Linked DNA regions of Bicyclus anynana: region 2 is linked to region 1. The links are chromatin contacts, called in public Hi-C maps. All regions are on one chromosome and are shown on one strand. The core of a region is the stretch at or near the end of the contact, and the rest is flanking DNA. Distances in the headings are between cores, read along the strand shown.

Evidence for each region. A called contact is a pair of places that touch in the nucleus more often than the background predicts.
Region 2: a contact with region 1 is called in a Hi-C map of whole larva, with 4 times the contacts expected there. The contact joins the promoter of LOC112045072 here to the enhancer-like site in region 1. A contact is called at or near these places in 2 of 2 Hi-C or Micro-C datasets (whole body and whole larva).

What each region holds. Positions count from the first base shown.
Region 1 is chr7:212,142-218,161 of ilBicAnyn1.1, forward strand. It overlaps LOC112045072, which reads right to left. Exons shown (of 4, transcript XM_024081138.2): 2 at 5,742-5,800; 3 at 1,592-1,792; 4 at 1-843. The coding sequence ends at 652. Among protein-coding and RNA genes, the nearest start is that of LOC128198245, 8.1 kb to the left of the region's middle. Within about 2 kb of position 1,715, at least 8 of the 8 cell types and tissues checked have open chromatin away from gene starts, as enhancers often do.
Region 2 is chr7:260,015-265,554 of ilBicAnyn1.1, forward strand. It overlaps LOC112045072, which reads right to left and starts at 1,580. Exons shown (of 4, transcript XM_024081138.2): 1 at 506-1,580. The coding sequence starts at 1,313. LOC112045074 (guanine nucleotide-binding protein-like 3 homolog) reads left to right here and starts at 4,140. Exons shown (of 9, transcript XM_024081141.2): 1 at 4,140-4,345; 2 at 4,807-5,096; 3 at 5,458-5,540. The coding sequence starts at 4,327.

The sequences.
Region 1 (6,020 bases), core at 465-2,964:
ATGCATACTTATATGAAATAACACTTTTTTCCTATTCTTCAACGTTTTTATACTAGACTTTGGAGTTTATAAGTATTTTTTAATTATTATTACCCGAATTTATTAAGTGTGGGTAACATTTCATAATTATTTTTATTAGATAATGCACAGTTTTATTGAAGTGTATTAATTGGAAATGCATTGATTGATGAAATGCAATTAAATAATTAATTGATAATAATGATTGTAATATGGGTCACAGTCTCACAATTGTATAACAATTTTCGACGTTATTTGTCTTTTGAATGGACCTATTATCTAGTTATAAGTTTATAACATATTATTTAGGAATGTTCATATCAACAAAAGTAGATCATGTCATGCTATACCTGTATTGAGGTTTTTAAAAATGTTTTACATTTCCATTTCAGTTGATTAATACCCACAATGATGTTTAATTTCTAATTGATTTTGGGATAACACTATGGGTTTAACAGACGTATTAATGGATCTTCAGTTTCATAAGTTACTAAATTGCTAATGGTTTCAGTCTGCAATTATCAATTTAACCGCTGGTGAGTAAACCATTTTTAGCAACAACATTCAATCCATAAAAAAATACATTTTACACGAATCTGTCGTTGGAACAATTATTTTAAATATATTTTAATGCTAATTTATACACAACAATTTCTTCCAAAAGGGTCGTTTGCTCGATACAACTGGCAACCCCGCTAAGATGGCGGCGTCGAAAGCGTCCTTCAGTTGCTTCCTCGTTTTCGCGGAGGTTTCCACATAGACGGCGTTTATTTTTGTTGCCAACGCCCGCGCCTCCGCTTCTGTGACCGCGTGCTCGCCACGCGACTGAAAAAAAATAATACAATCTTAAAAATGAACGCATCACTATCCTCTATTTTATAATCTATTAGCAGATGCCCGCGACTTTGTCCGCGTGGAAATCAATGTAAACCCCTATTTCACCAATGGAGGGGTTGAATTTTAATAATTCTTGAATCACGTTATATTTTTTTCTACGATTTATGAACAAATTTTTAAAACTGTAGGTAACTCTAAAAATGAAGGGTTTTCCTTACAAACAATCGCTATTTCACCCTATTTCACCCTCATTTGTTTTTATTTTATGGTCTAAGAAGGAGATGTTCTGTAAATAACCACGATACCTACTTGGAATAGAATATTTATTGTTACTTATTCTCGTCATATAGAGGCGTACGAATGTTTGCCAGCCAAGTTCTGTTTGTTATTTGATTTTTTGGTAATATAAAAAACTTAACATTTATTTAAACATTTATGTTTATAATTACTAACTAGCGGACGTCCGTGATGACATCATTGGGGAGAAAATCGATGTACTTTTAACCTTTTATATCCTTCCCAATCCTAACACTAACTACTCGTTTAGTTGGAGAGAAAATGGAAAGCCAAGCAGCATTGCTGTGTTTCGGTCTGAAGGATACTGTGCCTGTGTTACTGGTACATGAGGCTTATCTATTCTTTAGGTTAATGGACACAGGGCGATGCTGTGGGATATGTTCCTTGCATGCTCCGCTACAGGCGATTGTTTTCGACGCACCATCAAGTGGCTACTTACTCTTAAAGCTTGTATAACACGAGCGTCGAGCGCCAGGTCGCTCTGCGTGCCCACGAGCACTAAGGGTGCGCGCACACCGGCCACCGCGCGCGTCCACCGCTCGGCCACGGAGCGGAACGTCTCCGGCCGCACCACGGAGAAGCACAGCATGAGCACGTCGGTGCCCGGATAGCACAGCGCGCGGAGCGGAGACATCGAGTCCTGGAATACAACAATGCCAATATTCAATCAATGTTACCAACTCTCCAAAATATTGAGTTGTCCCCCTAAAAAATATAAATTCATAATAATTTAGAAATAATATGCTGTAATATGTTTCAAAAGTCTATATTTAATACAGACAAAATATTACGTTTCTATCTGAAGATTCAGATTTTTTGAAATCATACATGTTGACAATGAATAAATTTAACATTTTTTTTTATTCGATGAAAATTGCCGCCAGTTGCCTCAGAGTGGTTGTAGAATAACGTATTATATTATGTCGTTATAAGTCGCTAGGTCAAGAAAGAAATTAAAATTATCATCAATTTAAAAATATTAAATAGTCAAAAGTCCCTGAAAATACCCCTATCAATTTCAGACCCCTAAAAAATCCTATTTCACTTATTTGCCTCCTAAATCTGGGGGGAAAACCCCTAAGTTGGGAACCCTGTATTCAATACAGAAACAAACTGAAACTTATATTTTAACACTGTATTACGTTATAATGTTACGTTATAGTTTCAACAACGTATTATGTTATAATGTCAGCTTAGCACCATAGTGTAGTGATTTAATAGATCACTTGGGCAAGTTACGATCAAGGTGCAGGAGAACCAGGGCGTTACTTTGACAAATTATAGGGAAGCATAGAATAATTGTAATATATAGTAGAGTTTGGAAGTCCCTACAAAAGGCATATGTCCTGTAGTTGCGTCCATCGACTGAAACGATGATGATGATAATGATGAAGATAGCATCATCATTTAGGCATGGCAATTAGCATCAGGCAATACCTAATATTTTAAAAGGAAGTATGTAAGCGTTGTCTAACGTTTGTCTTTATATATTCCTTCATACGAGTACCTACTACGAGTATTGTTTATACAAATAAAGACATAAATCGGAATAGATGTAAGATCAGTCGTATCAATGATAACTAAAACTATGAGTCGATAAATACAGACAACAATAGTAAAATGAATATACTGAATACATCATCATCTCCTAACCCTTATCTCACTTAAGTGGGGTCGGAAAAATATGTCAATCTTTTCCATTCGTCTCTATCTCTCGTCAACTCATCATCCACTCCTTTTACACACATGTCCTCTTTCACACAATCCAACCATCTCTTCTTTGGCCTTCCCAAGGAGGGTTGACGTCAGGCAGGCGGCCGGTCACAAAAATTACTAGCCAAAACATTTAAAATATGTCAATAAAATGAATATACTGAATACAGAAGCCTAAAAACTTTTTTCAGAAAGATTAAAATTACAAAGAGTAATTGTGCGTACAATGTATGTCGTTAACTAAGAGATTTATCGCACATATAATTCACTTTTATGCGACATCTTGTGCTAACGAATTGGCAATTATTCTCATTTAGATCCGGAGCTGACCTTGTGTGCATGATGTATATCTATAATCGGCAGAGAAGAAGTGAAAGATGTCACAATATTTTATTTATCCCGGAGGCCACGAAACATTTTCACTGAATCTTTGATTAATGATATCCGTTTTCCTCAATTTTGAAAAAATTGTAACCTTTGTTATACTGTGCGGAAGTTAGGTTTCCATGTCACATTGAACATTATTTTTTTCAAAACAGCTGCACTGTGACGTCATCAGCTATAGAGAACGTTTTTTTTAATAAAACACCTCTGAACTTACTTCGACTTGGACTCTAATTGAGTGAGCTTAGAAATTGTGTCCCGATTGTCTCTATATTTAATATGGCTTCAAAGTAGATTGGGATGATGTTGGTAAGTTAAACGTTAACTACACAGTCCTACTCGTATCTGTAGCTCCACTCGACATTAACCAAAATGTAATTGAAATGTTTGTCAGTTCATTTAGATCGGAAGTGCTAATTCAAAAGGCTGGCTCCGGGCTGAGGGTGAAAGTTCATACAAAATCAACAAAAGAGCCTCAGTTGTTGCCTGTGTGTGTGTGTGTGTGCCACATAAATCGGAAATCGTTGCACAATATCGGTAACACGTTCACATTCAGACATATAATCAAACTTTACGACACTATTATGATTCTTATGGAGTGTAATGACAGATTTGAATATTAAAATGTAACTACATAATGTTACATAACTATGAATGGAATGTTTAATCGTTTCGTTGTTTCGTTGATTTAATTAAAATAACTCAGTCCTATTGACATTCACAGAGTTTAAATATCATCAATCTTCAGAAACTTTCGCGTTTATGACAACGTTTTATCTCAAGAAATCAAGTAGATATGCGACGTGCTAAACATCAATTATTGGATATAATTGCGAAGCTCGACTTGAAAGTGTCAGCTGTGAATGTTCTCACTGATTTTATCTATAAACTCCATAAAACCAGTGCCGCGTGCCGTCTAATTAATAACTCTCTAATTTACACTAGGAAATTACATGTTTATAATTTTCACACTCAGATTGAGTAACCACAACCAACTTACCTATTAGTATCTTAAGTATTAGGTAGTTCTAATTTACGTTTATAACTGAATTTTTTTCAAAATATACTCAAGTGTCATCTTTAGACATTAAACTTTGTTTCATAGGTAAATCGAGTACCTTTATTGGTAAGAAGATAATGCTTATTTTGTGGTTACTTAAGATATAACAGCTTAATAGTTTAACTAAGTTATGACAAAAGCATGCCAGTTTTTCTGCAAATGGTACAATGTTGATCAAATGATCATTGATCACTATCTATATCAAATGTGCTCTTCCTGGAGTTTGAAAATTACTTTAATCAGTCTCATGTTGCATTCAACATTCTTGGAATTCAACGTTTCGTTTTATCAAGTGGAATTAAACGTACAAATAAAAGAAATAAATATCACATTTCTCAGATAACGCTATCTCCTAAATCTGATTACGGGCAGGAGCAGGTACGTTAAAAGGTCGTTTGAGACAGTTTTAAGTCAAGGGCTAAGTAGATAATGAATTGGTGCCAAACAAAAAGCTGTCGAAAATGATTGTCGATTCTATTGTTTGTTTCCTTGTTTTGTGTTGTGCAAATAAAGAGTAATTATTTTCTCGTAATTGATTAAATAAAATTACAACATTAAAGTAAACAACTGTTTTGTATCTTGATTGATTTTTATACATCGTCGTACATTTATCGACCTTTTCTTTATAAATATAAAATACATTTAGTACATTGACAGCAAAATGCATGTTTGTTATAACGATGGGTACAACAACAGTTAGGTCGTCATTGTATGCAGGTAGAGAAACTGTGGGAAACATGGTGTTTGTCGTCGTATATCAAAAAAGTGCGTGATTCAGAGTTTGATCAAAAAAGGTGTAACAATGGGTGCACGTGCTTCGCCATGAGAACACAATGCCTCGCGACAGATGGAGGAAGCAGGTGATGAAGCATGAGGCGACGTTACCTGCACCGTCGTGTACGAACGTGCAGTTTTTTGAATTTCGAACCGTCTAACGCATGTTGTGAATAACTGAATGAAGGTAGATTGCAAATTGCAAAAAAATTAAGGCTTATATCAAAAAGTACGGACATTCTGAGACTATAGTAATACATTTGGCGGAGATAAGTTAACATCAGATGAACCTTACGTTTTTGATTTATTTATAAAGTGTTATTTTATTTATATCATACTCATCAGGCTTTCTTATTGGAGGCTGGAGTTTCGACTTACCACGCTGCTAATAATTAATACGTTATTAATTTACTTGGATATAAAAATCATGGATTTTATTTATAATAATGCGGTGGCTCATGAGCTTCTTCGACTCCTCCACATCATAGCCCTCCCCAGGATTCAAACCCAGGACCGCGCGATCCACTGAAACGGGAGGTAGAGGCAGTAACGGGAAATTCTTCAGTATTATAACCTAATCTTGATACCGTCAATTAGCTAGGTAGCTATACCATTTAAGGATTTATTGTAAAACTATGTAAAACAGTAAAGTACGTACCTGCCCCGCAGTATCACAGATTTCCACGCACACCGGCCGGTCATCAACGTCCACCACAACTGCAACAAGAGAACAATCGTCAGCTGCAGCACAGAGAGTAGATAACTAGTTTTGAAACTTCTATCTTAGAACCTTATCGTATTAAGTACCGCTAATCATCAAGCATCTCCGTAGGTCAAGAAATCCTTGTATATTTCTCTTGCTAGTTGTTTAATTTTAATAACAAAATATTGGGTTATAGGTTGGTACTTCTGCCATAAAATGGAGATACTCGTACGA
Region 2 (5,540 bases), core at 330-2,829, 48 kb after region 1:
TATTGTTAGTCTGATTAATACAAAGAAAATGCAGAAGAAACACCTTAATGTTTAAACACCAAAACAACAAGCAGTTAAGTAAGAAGTAATTTGCTTACAGTTATATGTTTTTCTGTTTTATTATTTGATTTCTCTTTTCCATTAAATATTAAAAAAAACCGTTTTCTCGATAAAATATTCCAAGTTAAAGCAACTTTTATCAAGCTAACTTGAAATATTCCTTTCTGTTGGAATCATACATTTCCTACACTTACAGAAATTTACTTTCGTTATAAGAGTAAGGACAACCATTTCAAAATTTGGAAATCCAGCCAAAAACAATTTACACGGCGCCATTCAGATAATAAAACTTGTCATTATTAACGATGTTATCGCTTTAAATACAATTAATAATGGGCTGTAATCTATATTTATCTTTTCAAATCAAGGCTTTCAACGATAACTTGTGACAATAGAATTCTCGGTCGGCAGTCTGCTGACGGCTGACGGCTCACTAATTACTTACCATTGAACGTGTCGTACGCCGTGGGTTGATACTCTTCCCGGAATGTGTCCTGCGCGTACGCAGCTATCAGAGAACTTTTGCCCACTGCTCCGTCACCCACTAACACACACTTTATCTTCTCCTTCTTCCCACCTTTCACTTTTCGTCTATCCTTGATTTGGAACATTCGATTCAGTGTCCTCCGGCTCTTCTTGTCCCGCACTGCCCACTCGTTCACTTTATCACAGCAATTCAAGTCAGCGGACTCGTCGTCCCGTACGACGGGGCGGCCGTTCTCCTCGGCCACCTCCGAGTAGTCGTAGTCGTCGTCCTCCCGGCGCGGGATGGGGAACTGGCTGGGGCTGTGCACGCCGAACACGAAGGGGCCGTCTCTCTCCGGCAGACGGTTAGCGAACCCGTTCACCGGCGTCGGGGGCTTTGCATATTGAACCGTAGGAGCTTGATACTGACCCGAAAGATATTCCGCGGACGCGTGAGGATCGAATCTGAACACTAACTCCGCCTCCCTACGGTCCAAATTCAACTCTGGAGGCGTTATTTTGTCTTGGAAGTAGCCGATCTTTTCTCGGGCTCTCGTCTCCTGAAGTCGTTTTTCGATTTCGACGTTCGACGGTTTCCAGCACTCCGGCTGGTAGCGTCGGTCGGGCGGCAGGTGTCGGGGCGCCGGCGAGGGCCTCTGCGGGCCGTAGTCCCGGGGCGGCGCCCTCGGCGGGACCACCGCAGGCTTCTGCGGCTCGGCGAGCAGCGGCCGTCGCGCCGACAGGTTCGGGCTCCTGTTGAACATGATCCCCTCCAGGCTGGGAGACATTGGCACTGTCACGATCGGACGGACGGAGGGTTATCGAAGCGTGCGTTCGCGCACATAACTCGGAACGCGATACGATCGCTCGCGTGAAAGTCGACGAGCGGCGAACGCGAACGGACACACGGTCCCTGTGAAAGGCAGAACGCGACTGGCGGCGGTCGCGGCTGGCGCGCGGTCGTTGCGAGCGCAGCCGAGTCAGTCAGCCGCTCGGGCGCGGAGCTCCCCCCGATGGAATGACCTGTTGCTTCTATTACCTGTTCAGGTATACGACCGTTTCGCGCTCCGAATGCAGCTGTTCCTTGAACAAAGCGAGGATGTCAAGCGGCATGCTCGGTGACGCTACGCAACGCTGCTCATTCAACGAAATGTTGTACACAATGAATGAACGAGACGTGTTTTGTTTACCTATGGTCGAGCTAGCTGATGGCCGTGACTATAAATTTAAGTTGAAATGACCTGTATCAGAGATTTATTTACGACTAGCGGACGTCCGCGACTTTGTCCACGAAATTAAGTTTTTAACAAATCCCGCGAGAACCATGGATGTTTTCGGGATAAAAATAGCCTATATTATGTTGCTCCATAACCTCCTCTATCTACTAGTGAGACTTCCGTTAAAATCGGCTCAGTCGTTATGTAGTTTTGTTTGGCTTAACTGACAGACAGGACGACAAACATTTTAAAGAAGCTTAACTGTGTTATAATAATGTGTAAATAACTTTAAGCACTTAGGATAACATAGTTATTTTGAAATCACAGACAGACACTTCAATTTTATTTATTTGTGCAGGTAGTTACCTATGCATTGCTAGATTAACCTCAGTGGGTGAATCGATTAAAACAACTTATCAAAAGTCGGATTAAGACGAAAGTTTACAGTGACTTACGTAACTGTTTGTGTAATAAAATTAAATAATAATAATGTACCGTTGCGTGAAGATTAGCGGAACTTGAATGTGATAGATGTACCTATCTAATAATAATATCAACAGTCCGTATGTCAGTAACTCCGTAACTCGCCAGCTCCTGCGGCGGGGCTGCCATTAGAGAACTAAAGTTTTGCTGCTTTAAAGTAACGTGAATAAATTGTAAATATTTTATTGATTCGTGTATGTAAGTAGGTATATATACTTATATAAATTTATGTTGAAATTTAAAATTATGATGCCCCGACAGAATTCTCTCGTGCGATGTAAAATCGCTACTCTCTACATACCTACAATTGCATCAAAATATGACTAGTAGTATTGGAGATAAATGGCAACATCAGTTTACACACGCCTACATCAAAGAGTAAATTAATTATTTAAAACACGTATATACAAATCAAATGCTTGAGGTACCCATCACGGAAAACTACATCAAAAACGGACTAGTAGATAGTTTTGGAGACAAATGGCGACATTGAAATACATAAACATTCTCCACTCTAAACACTTATTAAGAGTAGGATCTGCGTAGTCGTGAGTAAAAAGCTTTCATGTTTAACTTATGTAGGCATCTACAAGTTTGCGACGAGAACATCGATCTCCAAATTTTGACAAACCCACTGGAATAAAATAAATATTTACTTACAGACATATTATATACCGACATTAGGTAGGTACAGGGTATGAAACGACTTCCACATATAGGTGGACGTTTTAAATGTTTTTTAATGAAACAAGGTTCAACAACAGTGTTCACTTAATTTATTAGTCAATAATAAAAAAAAATATTAAACAACTTATCCTTATTCATGTACAAAATTAACAAGTAAATTAAATTTAGTATTTGAGATTTGAAGTGGTCTGTGATTTGAATCATCAATCAAAGATTACAGTGTATTATTGGAAATAGATAGGCTACTCAAACTTTTTTCGGAACTCCTGTGATAGCGCCATCTAGTGACTAGCTACGGTATTTTTAGTATAGTATCCATTATATTATAAAAATAATAATGCAAAGTTTTTTTTGTAAAGGAGAGAGATTTTGGATTTTGTAATAGTTGAAGAAACCAATAGAGAAAAACAAAAAAAAAGACGAAAAGTTTTCCATTGATACCCCCCGGGCTCGAACTCAGGATTATTAGATCGAACCTTTGATATACATCACTAGGCCAAATGACTATGTAGAATATCGTTGAAATTAATGTACACTTACTGTATTTCTTAAATAATCCCTTTGCTTTAGAAATACAAACACATTCTTCCTATTACGCGTCATAATTAAAAGGAAAAATAATTCTTTTTTTTCCGTGCTTACACGGTTTTAATCTCTAAAAACATTTTATTACATACACACCTTGGGTCATTGAATTTACTATCCTGGAATCTTAAATCTAGAATGTAGATGGCGCTGCTTCATAAAGATTTCACGTTCTTCTAAGTTCCCATGGCATGATTTGAATCTTGAGCTTGACTGCTTGAACCAAGGAACATATTGCCTTGAACTTGAGCCATAGACAATAAGAATCATAATTACAGATTAAGTTAATATTCTTATTCTCTATGATACTATTCTTTTTCTTAGCCACAGGTGTATTATAATAAATGACCAAAGCTTATAGAGGTTTAACATTTATTTAAATTCTAAGGAATTGTAATTTCACATAATTATGGTTGTCTTGGTAATTTCAGAGATCATAATAATTTATCAGGTTGTCTTTATTAGGTTGTCTTGGTAATTTCAGAGATCTAAGAGCTATTCACAGTCACAGTCACTCTGTGGTCTATTATGCTCCGTCTACTGATTACGCCGTCTAAGGGTCTGTCAGCTGTCATCAACATAGACTATTAGACATCTGTCAAGTATCAACTGTCAATGTTAAATTGAATGTGCCGACTGCCGTCAACAGTCAACATGTGATTGTGAAAAAAAGAAAAGTTCATGTGGATATTTTTTGTTTAATTTGGTCATAAAATAGTATTAATGCTAGCAGTGTACGTTTCGTTGTAGCTAATAAAGCGAAAGATCCCGTCGTACAATAGTTTCTGTTTTAATTTATTAGAAGCGGATTATTAAAACATAAATCGCTATGGCTAAATTTAAATTGAGTAAGTCAACAAATCTTGTAAATAAAACTTAACTTTTTCGATTATAATCAGTATTAAATTAAGGAATAATCATTTTTATGTAATATTTAAAACTGTTTGGGTCTTAAACAATAGTAAAATAGTGATCAGCATTTGTATTTAGTAAGAGTAGAGGTTAAGCATGTGCATAATAATTTAACAAAACCATTTATTGACAAGTATTTATTTAACATTTAGCTGCTTAGTAATCATTGCTGTTACGGTATTATCTCTTATTTTGCTCTAGTTTAAGAGATGTTTTTACTGAGATGTCTTGGCTTTTATTCTCCTTGGCTACAATGTGTAGTTCCTGTTTTATGTTATGAAATTATTTTCTACTTGATCAGAAGCTATTTTATCCATCTACTAGTTTTATGAGTAAAAATTTTATGGTGTGAATGTTCAAGTGATTATCAACATTTTAATATACTTGATTATTTCAGAAAAGCCATCAAAAAGGCAACCAGCGCGTCTCAGATATAAAATAGAGAAAAAAGTGAGAGACCACAATAGAAAATTGAGAAAAGAAGCAAAGAAGAATCCCAAATCAAAGAAACCCAAGCCTGTTGTGATTCCTAATGTGTGTCCATTTAAAGAGGATATATTAAAAGAGGTAGAGGCTGTCAAGAAGCATAAAGAAGAAGAGAAACAAAAACGAAAGGAACAAGCAAAGTTGGAAAAGCAGAAAAGACTAGAGGATAAAAAGAAAAACCCAATTGGCATAGATACTTTGGTGAGATATGGACGGTTTGTGTTTTTAACTAAAACTTGATAACTGTGTATATTATATTGTTTTATATTTTTATATTTAGTATATACTAGCTGACCTGGTCTTATGTGCACTTCTTCCCTATCCCTACCCTACCTCCATGAACATTTCAAGACCAAGATAAGATAAAACTGTTCAATGTCCGTGGAAGTTCAGTTCTGTGGCCTTGACATCCTCTTCATTTCACCCTCTGTCCTAGTGAGGGTTACAAACCAGTTTCACATGGGCCTATGCATTGTCAGTCTATTGATAATGGCTACAGGGTGAGTCCTACCTTCTTAAAGGAGGAGATTAACTTAAAATTTAAATAAAATTTGTTTTACAGGTAGCTAATGCTGAAGCCAGGGGTAAAGTACATGATGCTTTTAAAAGTCCAGAAACAGAGAATGACAATGAGTATGGTAAAGA